Regions from separate parts of the Cricetulus griseus genome. Here region 1 is linked to region 2. Evidence: chromatin contacts called from public Hi-C data. All regions are on one chromosome and are shown on one strand. Each heading gives the region's core, a stretch centred on a gene start, on an enhancer-like site or on the middle of the called end of the contact. The rest is flanking DNA. Distances are from core to core; before and after follow the strand shown. Region 1 overlaps Stk10 (serine/threonine-protein kinase 10). Region 2 holds the start of Stk10 (serine/threonine-protein kinase 10).

Region 1 (6,697 bases), core at 3,328-5,827, 60 kb after region 2:
ATTCAGTCCACCCCAATGTCCCACCTTGTTTTTGTTTTTGTTTTTGTTTTTGTTTTTGCTGGAACCTCCCCCCCTCTGCCCTCACCCACCTGCCCCTTCCCCAGGACTCTGTTCTGGAATGCTGCTGCCACCGTGTGGTAGGTTCCAGGAACTGCAGCAGGCCGTGGCAAGGGGCTCATGAAGACCCTTGAGGAAGACAAATGGATGCCAGTAATTCAAATCATGCCTTCAAATGCTGCCAACCTCCAGTGTGGAACTGGTGGTGTTCCAGACCCTGAGGCTACAAGCAGCACTTACAGGGGCCCAATTCTTAGCCCTTATTGTTCCTTGATTGGCTCAGGATGGCCCCTGAGGTGGTGCTCTGTGAGACCATGAAGGACGCCCCCTATGACTACAAGGCTGACATCTGGTCCTTGGGCATCACGCTGATCGAGATGGCACAGATCGAGCCCCCACACCACGAGCTCAACCCCATGCGGGTCCTGCTCAAGATTGCCAAGTCGGACCCTCCCACACTGCTCACGCCCTCCAAGTGGTAAGGAAAGGACAGCTGGGTACTTACAGAGGTCTGAAGTCACTCCAAGGGGACATGAGGTAGGCACGTGACACTGGGGTGTGTGCCTGCGGTATCTGGCTCTTGGTACAGCAGACTTCAAAGTCGGGGATGTCGGAGCTGGGGTGGGGGGCAGAGCACCTGAACTACCTGCCTGAACTTGGTGCAGGAGACATGAGAGTAAGGCCACTTAGCCAGTATGAGATCCCATTTTGTCCCAGGACACGGAGAACCTAAACAGCCCCAGCAGCCACTTGGCTTCTGACCTGATCTGGACAGTGTTGTCCACAATAAGAAGGGTGTCACGTAGACCCTGTCTCCGCTTTTAAGCAATGGAGGCCCCTTTGTTCTCAGAGTGTTGTTTTGGGAAGACACCCAATCCTGGGCACATGGTGACTGAGTTATAGCCCACTCCTACTCCTGTCCTCCCAGGTCCGTGGAGTTCCGAGACTTTCTGAAGATAGCATTGGATAAGAACCCAGAAACCCGGCCCAGTGCCGCGCAGCTGCTAGAGGTGAGTGGAGGTTAAGAGCAGTGAGCCCTTGAAGGGTGGTGGTGAGGACAAAGTGACATGCATTCAAGTACGTACCTCAGCTGAGGCACGATGCTCAAAGAGTGCTCCATGTGTTCAGTGTATTATTAAAAGGTGAGAGGAGATGAGAAGTGGTGGCTCACACTTCTAAGTGGAGCACTTGGGAGGCAGAGACAGGAAGACGACTGCAAGTTCAAGGCCAGCCTGGTCTACATAGCAATTTCCAGACCGGCCAGGGCTACATAGCAAGACCATCTCAAAGAAAAAGAAAAGAAAGAAGTGGGCCATAGGGGGATGAGGGGATTCCGATTTTCCTTTCACACTTGTGATTCAAAATCAAAATGAATATGTGACAGGCCCATATTCAATGAATTGTGTTTATTTGTGGGATGGAGCCACTGTCACTGTCAGATGCAAAGAGTCAAGCCACTTGGGGCCAGTTGCTTCCTGTACACACACCTCCTGTGCTGGAGCATCCGGCCGGCCTGACATTGTCACAGCAGGGGCCAGCTGTCCCACCCCACATGGCAGCCCGGAGCCTTAGCTGGAGCCAGGAATTTCCACTTCCTAGCTGAAGCAGTGTCTGCCCGGAGATTCTCAGTGTGCAGTGGAGGAAGGCACAGTGCAGAGGGAGGAGCTCTACCTCAGTTTACCCAGCACCTGTTTCAGTATAGGCTTGGAAGAACACTCTGATCTCCCAGACCCAAGGACATTGGGCTCACAGAAGCAGTCCCTGCCTGAGGTCACCTGATTCATGGCTGTGGGCACCTCAGCCCTGTGTCTGTTGCTTCTGTGGGGCTGTCACTCTTTGTCCTATTGTGTCCCACATGGCTAAGCCACTCCTGCTCCAAGGGACTGATGGTTCAGTCACTTCATGTGCACAAATGTCACTGGGCCAGTGTCCTGCTGCTGTTGGTGGCCCAACTCTGAAATTAGGCACCTCTAACATGGTATGTGAGGGTTTCAGTCTGTGCCTCAGTTTCTCCCTTTGTCAGAAGGCTAGGCAGTGAGAGTTTGTGTGCCACATTTTTAACATGGAAAAGCATTTCCCTCGTTCATTTGTTCTAACACTCACCCACAGCCATTTGGCAGCAGTTTCCATGGGTTCAGAAGTAGCAGTGAGCTCAGGCCTTGTCACTCCTGTCATTCCCACCCTGTCTGGATCCTGACTTCCCTGGCCTTCCCCTCCCCTCCCCTCCCTCCCCTCCCCTCCCCTCCCCTCCCCTCCCCTCCCACTCCTCATTCCATCTGCTCCTTTACTTACCCGCCTTGCACAACTGATGAACATGGTAAGCACTGGTACTTTCTGCCCCCTTGACTTGCTGTGATCAGAGCCAGCCTGTGGGGGCCCCTGGCTTTGAGCCTCTAGTGAATTCACCCCTGACCTTTGTCCCTGTATCTCCTTGGATGCCCAGAGTCACTTCAGCCTTGCCACAGCCATATAGAGCACTTTGATCCCTCCTCAGGCACACTCCACAGTGGCTGCCCATCTCCAGCCTGGCTCTCTCTCTCATTCTCCACGTCTCTCCCATCATGGATACTCTTCCCTCTGTCTTCAGAACAGGCCCAGAACCTACCACCTCCATGAGGCCATGTCAGAGCTGCCTTGCCCTTCACTCAATCCATGGCTTCGTTACTGGTTGCTGTGCCATTTCTGAGTCTGTGCTCACAGGGACCTTGTAAGCCAAATTCGTGCCCTTCCCGCTAAACAGAACCCTACGGTTAGCATGGCTCCTACTTGCCCTTCTCATTGCAAAGACAACTTACCAGGTAAAGGCAGCATAGAGGAAGGATTTACTTTGCTTCCTGGTTGGTGTGTGTGTGTGTGGGGGGGATCTCAGTCCTCCAGAGTGGATAAGGCCTGGAAACTGGAGGGGACTCTGGTCTTGGCCATGGTAGCACATGGTGAGCTGTTTGCACAGCAGTAGGAGTGAGAGAGTGCCACTATGAACGGGTGGGTGTGACCTTTCAAGGGGTACGTATAGTGATCTTCTGCCATCCAGGCTGCACCCCTAAAGGTCCCACAGCTTTCACAATATCACCACAAGCTGGGGACCAAGTATTCAGAACATGAGCCTGTGAGGACCCTTCTAGATTCAAACCCTGACAAGAGTGTTGAATCTCTGAGGACAACAGCCTGGCTCACAGACATATCCCTAGAGCGGTGCCTCACATGCAGAGAACCCTCGGCAAGTATTTGCTAAGGAAACCGACTTAAAGTTTACTTGATTAACATTCTCAAACACTCTACCTGCTATTCCAGACACTTAGCAGCAGATGTTAACTAAGGTAATGTCCACAACAGCTTTGTGTAGTAGGAGCTGAGCACTCTCTTTTGGGCAGATAAGGAGCTTGTAGAAGGTCATGCAGCTGTGACAGCTAGTGTCCTCATTCTGGCCACTTGACTCTGAAGTCTGTGCTCTCTGCCACTCTGCTTCTAATGAATAGAGGAACGAAGAAAGGCCCAAAGAAGGGCTGAAGAGATGACTGTGATCCACTCGTCCATAGGACCCAGGTTTAATTCCCAGCACCCACATGGCAGTTCACAACTGTCTATAACTCTAGTTCCATTGGACCTGTCGCCCCTTTCTGGTCTCCACAGTCACTGCATGCACATGGTATACAGACATGCACAGATAATGATAACCTGTACACATAACATGAAAATAAAGGCTAAGAAAGAAACAAAGAGAAAAGATGCAGGCTTGGGGGACATACTTTCATCTCTTTCTCTGTCTCTGTCTCTCTCACTCTCTGTCTCTCTCTGTCTCTGTCTGTCTCTGTCTCTGTCTCTCTCTCTCTCTCTGTCTCTCTCTCTCTCTCTCTCTCTCTCTCTCTCTCTCTCTCTCTCTCTCTCTCTCACACACACACACACACACACACACACACTAGTGGTTTCTAAGTGCATAGAAAGAAAATAGACTCACTTAGAAAGGGCATCTGTTTCAGTGGCAGCAGAGATCCTGGCCAAAGAGAGGTGCCAGTTGGCAAGCTGTATGCTGCTACCTCCATGCTGGCAGCTTGAAGCCCTCAGCAGAGCTGGCTCTGAGCAGCCACCCCTCTTCCTGGAGGGGTAGACAATGAGGCCAGCTCTGATCTGCCCTTCTGGTGGCGGGGGGGGGGGGGGGACTGAATGCCTGGACCAACCTGCTTGGTGCAGCACATGGAGTTTTTGCCCACCCTGGGGAGGTCTCGGGTCCAGCTCTCTGAGGGCCTCAGCATTTGAGTTAGACAGAAATGTCTGTCTATACCCATGTCTAGAGGTGGTGGACTGATGCAGCGCAGGCCATATTGCCTGTTACTTGTGTCTCAGAGCTTTGACACACATCAAGATCTGGTTAGCCTTGGCAGGGCTGCCACACACCAGCCGCCTGCCCCCGGCCCCCTGCAGGGAGCTGCCCTGTTTAACTGGCCCTCCTCCTCCTAGGGACCTGGAGCTCTGGGCAGGCAGAACAGATGGTTCTTCTCAAGAGCTGCTAATTTGGTCAATATGTGGGGTGCCCTGTTGAAAGCCTTGTACCCTCAGAAGTCTGGACCTGAGCTGGTTTCTGCCACGACTGCTTTAGCTGCTGTGGTCCAGTGCCTGCTCAGGTGGTGTGTTACAGAGCTCAGAAGCTTCGGGGACCTTGGAGGTTCTCCTCATTCCCAGAGAATTGCGCTCTAGTAGAGGAATGACTAGGAGAGTGGAGAGACTTCATGAATGGACTGCTCCCCTGCTCATGCTGTGCTGCTGGTGGCTATGGTGGTTGTGATGGCTGTGGCAGTGATGGTGGTGGTGATGATGGCGTTGGTGGTGATGGTGGTAGTGGTGTTGTTGGTGGTGATGGCAATGAGGGTAGTGATGATGGGGGGGATGGCGGTAATAGTGATTATGATGATGGAGTTATAGTGATGGTGATGGTTGTAGTAACGGTAACAATGGTAGTGATGGTGATAATGGTGATGGTTGTGGTGGTGGTAGTACTGGAGATGACAAGATCTATGCTGTTTTGAACACTTACTATAGTGCACAGAACAGCCATACAGTTATCCCCACTCTACAGATGAGCAAAACTAAGGCACAAAGAGGATCTCCTGACCTGTGTTGACAGTGGGAGCTGGATTTTACCCAAGTGGCTTGGCTCTGTCACCTAGTCAGCACACTTAACCCTGTCCATCCTGGTGACTTGTTGGTTAGTTCTATGAATAGCCATTCAGGACCTCTGGAAGCATGCAGCAGCCAAAGTAACATACTACTGGGTAGCAGAGCTTCTGAGAAGTTAAACAGAGGATGGCTCTCACTGCCCCAGGCTGTCTATGCTGCTCTCACTGCCCAGGCTCCCTCTCAGCATCCTGTGCCTGTCTCCCAGGCACAGCTGGAGGCCCTCCTGCGCTTCCTCCACCCTCTAAGCCCAAGCCTACCTCGGGATCTTCAAAGGCCATACCTTTGCCCAACACTCTTACTAGGAGTTTTCCCTAACTTTCTCCCACAAGTCTCCCAAGGTCCCAGTTTGAGTGTGACACCTCCCTTCTCAGAAAGACCCCCCCCCAAAGACATAGGAAATTCCACCAGGCTCCTGACCATTGTTCTGTCATGGGCCTTCTGACTCCTTTGATGAAAAACCCGACCAGACCCTGGCACATGAGCTCACATCCTTGCAGTAGCTGCTAGCTGTGCGGAGAAGCAGGGGATGAATGGGAAAATTCACAGCTCCACTAGATTAGATGAACCGAGGTCAGATTGGCCTAAGAAAATGTGGCAGACACAGCTCATTAAAGCAGTGACATTTGTAGCTCTCAGGACAAGTTGAGTAGGGAGCGGCCTGCTGGCTGTCCACCAGTGATCTGCCTTGCTGACTGATTTTTATGGTGCCGGGGTTCGATCTCAGGGCCTCACACATGTGAGACAAGCACTCTGTTCCTGCTGTATACCTAGACCCAAAGGACACTATTATCCATTCCGATTTCATGTGTGTATGAGGCCAGGCATGCTTTCCCATGGTGTAGTGTGGAGGTGAGAAGACAGCTTGTGTGATCAGTTTCTTCCTCCCATCGTCTGGGACGTGGGGATCAAACTCAGGTCATCAGGCTTGCCTGTAGTGCCTTTACCTACTGAGCTAGCCATCTCACCAGACCCAGGAACATTTTAAATGTCCAAACAGATAGGGATGGCTTATCATGGATTTGCCCGTTCTAAATATGTTTTTTTTCAAACGTTTTATTTATTTCTATTTATGTGCATGGGTCTTTTGCCTGCATGTATGTTTCACATGTGTGCAGTACTCATGGAGGCCAGAAGAAGGCGTCAGATCCCCAGGAACCGGAGTTAGAAATAGTTGTGAGCTACCATGTGGGTTCTTGGGAATTGAACCTGGATTCTCTGGAAGAGCAGCCAGTGCTTTTAACTGCTGAGCCTCTCCAGTACCCTGAATGTATTTTATTATTATTATTGTTTTTTTTTTTAAAGACAGTGTTTCTCTGTGGCTTTGGAGGCTGTCCTGGAACTAGCTCTTGTAGACCAGGCTGGTCTCAAACTCACAGAGATCTGCCTGCCTCTGCCTCCCAAGTGCTGGGATTAAAGGAATGCGCCACCACCACCCAGTCCCTGAATATATTTTTATGGTGTAAGAAAT
Region 2 (6,390 bases), core at 2,376-4,875:
GACACCATGTGTTTGCATCAGCTTTATTCATAATAACCAGATGGATAGAACCCAACACCAACTGCCCCTCAGCAGTTGAATGTTTTAATAGTGATGGTATATCCACACAGTAGAATTCTACCTGACAATAAAGATGAATTAATCATGAATACATTCGACACAATTAATCTCTGAAACATGCTGGGTTGAAAGACGCTAAACACAGGCTGGTGTATGGCTCCTGACAGAGCACTTACCTGGCATGCACAAGGGCCTGGGTTTAATCTCCAGCACTTGGGGGAGGGGGTAAAGTTTGCAAGGAGTGGAATGAGAATTGCCTGAAGAGGCAATGGAGATGTTCTCTACCCTGACTGTGGTGGCAGCCTCATCTTGGCAAAACTCACTGAACAGTGAGCCTTAAGGGGTGCATTTCTATTTAATGTAGATGAAACGTCAATGAACTTGATTGTTGTTCTTTTAAGACGGCGTTTCTCTGTGTAGCCCTGGGTGGTCTGGAACTTGCTCTGTAGACCAGGTTGGCCTTGAACTCAGAGATCCACCTGCTTCTGCTTCTGTATTGCTGGGATTAAGGGCATGCACCACGAATGGCCTACATTGATTTTTTTTTTTTTTTTTAATGTTTATGGGTGTTTTCCTACATATATGTCTGTGCACCACATGCATGCAGTTCCTGAAAAGGCCAGAAGAGGGAGCATGTGAGACCACATGGAGCGGGTGTAACAGATGCATAGGTGCTAGGTATGTACTCTTCCTCCGGAAGGGTAGTCATTGCTCTTAACCACTGAGCCATCTCTCCACCTGGGTGTGTAGTTCTGTCATATGGTCCCTGTGTTCAAGGTCCAGTTCAATCCTCAGTAACAGGGGAATACCCATACTCACATGAAGATAAAAGCAGATTTGAATATATCAATAGTTCATAGTTGTTCATAGAAGACACCATGAGCAAAATTAACACATGGATGAAGGGTTGAGAGGAAACATTTTCAATATTGAAACCCAACAGGATAGTATTTTTTAAAATTCAGGTCCAGTGAGATGGTGCAGTAGTGCCTGGGGGGCCTGAGGACCTGAGTTAATCCTCAGGACCTACAGAGTAAGAGGAGAGAACTTTTTGTTTGTTTGTTTGGTTTTTGTTTTTTTTTTTTTTTGAGACAGGGTTTCTCTGAGAGCTTTGGAGCCTGTCCTGGAACTCACTCTGTAGACCAGGCTGTCCATGAACAAGAACTAACTCTTAAAAGTATCCTCTGACCTCCACATATGTATGCATGCCCTTGTAACTCTCACACACATACACAAATGCACACATCTCTCTCTCTCTCTCTCTCTCTCTCTCTCTCTCTCTCTCTCTCTCTCACACACACACACACACACACACACACACATTCATAACACCATGAATGCACACACAAATAAACAGTATAATTCCTAGAATCAAAAAAGACAGGAAATCTGATTTTTTTTTTAATGTGCAAAGAGTGGGGCTTGGTGGTGTACACCTATAATCCCAGCACTTGGGAGAGGTAGGTGTATCTCAGTGAGTTCGAGGCCAGCCTGGGCTACAAAGAGTTCCAGGACAGCCAAGGGCTAAACAGAGAAACCCTGTCTGGAAAAACAAAATAAACAAACCCAACAAAAATGGCAAAGGACACAGACCCTCAATTCAAAGAAAGCTTCTAATAAAACTATGCAAACTCACTGGGCACACACCTTTAACCCAAGTACTTGTGAGGCAGAGGCAAGCAGATCTCTGAGGAGGCCAGCCTGGTCTACAAAGTGAATTCCAGGAAAGCCAGGGTTGTTACACAGGAAAACCATGTCTCGAAACAAACAAACTAAAACAACAAAACTATGCAAACTCAGACTCAGTAATTGAGATCTATACATCAAACGCACTATTTATCGAGCTTAACAGGAATCGATAATTTCTATTTTAAGTGGTTCCAGAAAGTAGGGTGGGGGAAGGCCTCAACACTCCGACCTTCTTCATTCGTCACCAGGTCGCTGTGAGGCCCTGTAACCAGAGACAGATGATTTAAGGTAAATTTCAAAGTAGCTTTGGCTCTGTTGAACCTCCTTTTATTGCTGCATTTTTATACGTAATTTACATACTCCTCCCAAACCTTACAAAAACAAAAGTCACACTAGTGATGTGGGAAAGGTTTCCCGAGTTGTGGAACTGTCACTGTAGTCGTTTCCTGGCATTTTCAACACTCCAGTGAGATTCCGCATCGCTCTTTCCAGCCAGTCCCCTTGTCTGGAAGCCAACCCCTAACCAGCTGCTATCCACAGCTTTGCCTTTTCTGGACCGGTCACACAAAAGCAGTCATACCTCATGCAGTCTTTGAGTCTGGTTTCCTTCACGTAGCATGACATTTTTGAGGGGATCTTTCTATTTTTATTCTCACTTTGTTTTCTTCTGGAGCTCCCTGGACTGGTCAGCGCATTCTGACCCTCTACCTACCCGGTATAGCTGCACAGACTTCAGCGGGTTCCTCGGAACCCAGTGACAGACCTATCCTTTGGCTCTTTCACAGGCTGACTCAACGAGAGCAGTTTTGCGTGACATTTCTTTCTTTCAATGATAAAATTTCTCCACATTCATTCAGTGGCTGGAACAATCGAAACTGGGGCAGCCTTTATTCGGGGCGCCCTTTGCACGATCCCCGGGGCATCGCATTCACTCTCCAGCCGGCTTTCCTAGTGGGAAACCGCACTTGGCGCTTGCGCGCGGCTCCAGAGATATTTTCGAACAGAGTCCCAGGGAAGGGGAGCAGCAGTCTAAATGCTTTCTCGAGGGCAGGGTGTCCTAGTGTGAGACTCATTTGTTCAGCTGGAGGATCACCATCACAGGCCCTGCAGCTGCTTAGCCCGCAGCACAGTGCGCTAGAACCCGTGTCCTGATACCAAGGAAAGGTGCCACAGCTAAGGTAGAGAGACCAGGGGGTCCCGCAGCCAGGATGGAGAAGTACGGTTTCCGATTTTATCTCTAGAGGGGCTTTTTATTATTATCATTATTATTGACAGAACTATAAAGTTTTACTTATTAAGGAATATATCTGCTACCCTACCCCGAAGCCTAATAGGTCCTAAAGGGACTCTGTTTCTTGTTCTGAGTTCTGGTCCTCTGTGGCTGGCGGGGGCCCGGAAAGGCCCGGATTGGGGGGCGCGCCGCCGCAGGGCTCTGCCTTCTGTGCGCTTGGAGGCAGCACCGAGCTTGGGACCCGGGTAGGAAGCGGCGTGAAGGCAGCCTGGGACTCGCGTGAACCCTGGGGCCAGGAACTCCGAGGACCTGCGTGAATCACCGGGCGAGGGGCGCAGGCGTCCCGCGCGGGAAAAGAGCGAGCCAGGCCGCTGTAGGCACATTCTACGCACCGACGACGATCGCAGGGCGCCAGCCGAACCCCGAAGGTTTGGGATTCCGGGAGGCGCAGCGGGCCCGCGGGCAGGCCATCCGGTGGACTACAGTCTCCAGAGTTCCCCGCGGCGCGGGCGGAGCCGGGAGCTCCCGCAGCCAATTGAGGGGTCTCGGGGCGCCGCGGAGCAGGTGGAGCCGTCAGGGACCGGCGCGCGCGCGCCGGTGCCTGGCGTCCTGCGGGCGGGTCCAGGAGGGGGCGGGGCGGAGCGGGGCGGGCCACGGTTCCGGCAGCTCCCGGCAGCGGCGGACGCACTCGACCGGCGTTGCGCTGCGGGGAGGGCGGCTCTGCGAAGCCGCAAGTCCTCCCGCCGCGCTCCGGACCCAGCATGGCTTTCGCCAATTTCCGCCGCATCTTGCGCTTATCCAACTTCGAGAAGAGAAAGTCCCGTGAATATGAGCACGTCCGCCGGGACCTGGACCCCAACGAGGTGTGGGAGATTGTGGGCGAGCTGGGCGATGGCGCCTTCGGCAAAGTCTACAAGGTGAGCGTCCCGATGGTTGCGCGCGCCTGACCCTCCGAGCCCCCTGACACCGGCGCAGCTGCTTCTGAGCACTTCCTGTGTGCCCACACTGGACACAAAGGGATGTTTGTAGAACCTCAACATCCCAGGGGGGCTACCCGAGGCACCCTCGGGAACACGGTGATAGTGGCACATCTTTTAAAGAGGGGCTACACCGATGTTTCGGGAATGTCAAGGCTCAGGGCTGTACCTGGGAAGGTTGGGACACTCCTGAAGAGGAGTCTAAGACAGGGAGGGACTCAGGGAGGGCAGAGGGACCCTGGAGGGAGGACAGGCTGGGGCTGGAGGGCTCAACGGAAGGCGAGGACAGGGTCTTGTGACTGTAGCTGCAGGGCACAGATTTAGCTTCTGGACTCCTGAGTCACCAGAGGCTCCCGGTCTGGAGTTACCTCTCCCCTGGAGGAAGACAGGGCAGAGGCTGTGCGGAGGAGTGGGTGGGGCAGACATGATTCCATTTAGACACGTGTGCAGAGGGACAGCTCTTGGGGTTTGGTTCTCTGAGCAAGTTCTGAGTGCCTGGGTTGTTGTTTAAGCACCTAACTCGTACAGTACATCTCGACTCCACCCTTTCTCATTTCCTCCAGGAAAAAGTGCCTCCCCCAACCCCCCATGATGGAGTCTTGTTATGTTGTTCAGGCTGGTCTTCCAACTTGAGATCACCTTACCTCAATCTCCGGAGTAGCTTGGACTGTAGGCTTGGCAACTGCCATCTGGTATCCCCTACTTTTATTGGGAGATTCCCATAGTTCAACTGCTGTTAGCTCCCACCTAAGCCATAACTCACTGTCTTTGAGGCTTCTGTAGATAAAGGGCTCACTCAACCTAGGATGGCCGTGTCAGGATGCTGGACCCCAGAAAGGGTTTTACCAGCTCCCAAGTCGGGGCTTGCTCACTTTGACTGGAAATTGGTCTGCTAGAAGTGTGTGTGCAGAAGTGTGTGTGCATTAGCATTGTTGGGAAGCTTGTCAGAAACTAAGACTCTCAGCTGGGTGTGGTGGCGCATACCTTTGATCCCAGCAGAGACAGGCAGATCCCTGACTGAGTTTGAGGCCAGCCTAGTCTACAGAGTGAGTTCCAGGACAGCCAGGGCTACATGGAAATCCTGTCTTGAGAAAAGAAAAAGAAAGACACTTAAGACTCTCAGGCCCCACTCAGCACTTCAGAGTGCCCCAGAGTCTTGGAGCTGTGGCAGTTTGGAGGCCAGTCAGACCCATGGAGATCTTGCTGAGCTGCACTTCCTGTCAGAGCTGATGAACCCCCACTAAAGCAAAGTTCCCTGGTGGGAGAGTCAGGCAGAGGTCATCTGACATTCCAGCTGAGTGGATTTGCTGCCCCTTGGCAGCAAATTTGCTTGTGTTTGAGGGCTATAGGGTAGCCCATCCTTTTCTCTGTCCTCATGTCCTCTCTTCTGCTGCATGCTCCTAGTGACATTAGGAAGTGGTCCCCAGCTTCTCTGGTCTCTCTGCTGTCTGCTCCTGCAGAGGTGTCCTGAGCGTTGTCAGGCTGCTGGCTTAGGTCAGCCCCCCACCTGACTTACTGTCTCTAATGTCCAGCTGGTTTCCAGTGCATGCCCTGGGTTCTCAGTATTTTTTTTCTCTGTTAAAGACTTTCAGTCACCTTGTGATTGTCTCTATCGTTACTTTAAAGCATACTTGAACTTTTTTAAGTTTCCTATAAAGCATCCTGCTAGGCTGGCGGTATTTCATCTGTCTCTAGTTGGCCTTTTGCCCCCAAGTGTCCTGTTATGGCTTTATATGGTTCATTTTTATTTAAACTCAAATGCAGAACTTTGCTTTCCAGAGACTAAGAGTCTCCCTTGTCATTTCTGCTTGCTGGGTGAAAAACTCCACTGTTCTCAGGCAGTTCCAACTAAGGGAGCTCTCTGGGCACTCGGTTTTTGTTGGCTGTTTGTTCTGCAAGGCATGTAAACCCATTTGAAGAGTTCCCCTAGATCCCAAGGCTGGGAGATGGCTCCATGGCAAGATAAGGGAAAGGGAGACCAAGAGCTAGTATATCTGGATGGTTTGTCAGGGTCAGTGATGGGTTGCATAGACAAAGATGGTCCCCTGAGACTGAAGGAACTGAAGCCCAGGGCCATACCTTGCATGCGACACATTCCTTACGAACTTGTGGTGATGCTGACATAAGCAAACCTGTGCCTCATGCATATAGAGATGTGGCATGTAGGGTGGCTTACAGCACAGATACTTGATGAGGATAACAAGTGACTGTCACTGTGGTGTGCCTGCTATGCGATGAACTCTGTTACTTCAGAGCACACTCAGACTTTTAAAAGTTTCCTCTAAAGTGTCCTGCTAGGCTGGCATCACCTCATCTGTCTCTAGTTTGCCCTGTCTCTTCACTAAGTATTATTTCATGTTGTGTTTAAAGGTGTGTGTGTGTGTGTGTGTGTGTGTGCACGCGCGCTCACATATGTGCAGGTGCCCACACACA

Evidence for each region. Hi-C and Micro-C count contacts between places; a contact is called where the count stands out from the background.
Region 1: a Hi-C map of liver shows a contact between it and region 2, with 2.7 times the contacts expected there. The contact joins the enhancer-like site here to the promoter of Stk10 in region 2. A contact is called at or near these places in 6 of 8 Hi-C or Micro-C datasets (the CHK-Q cell line, the CHL-YN cell line, the CHO-K1 cell line and 3 more).

The regions. Positions count from the first base shown.
Region 1 is chr7:47,780,309-47,787,005 of CriGri-PICRH-1.0, forward strand. Stk10 (serine/threonine-protein kinase 10) reads left to right here. Exons shown (of 19, transcript XM_027425195.2): 6 at 341-535; 7 at 986-1,067. Among named protein-coding and RNA genes, the nearest start is that of Fbxw11, 47 kb to the right of the region's middle. Within about 2 kb of position 4,578, at least 1 of the 6 cell types and tissues checked has open chromatin away from gene starts, as enhancers often do.
Region 2 is chr7:47,720,793-47,727,182 of CriGri-PICRH-1.0, forward strand. It overlaps Stk10 (serine/threonine-protein kinase 10), which reads left to right and starts at 3,626. Exons shown (of 19, transcript XM_027425195.2): 1 at 3,626-3,897. The coding sequence starts at 3,742.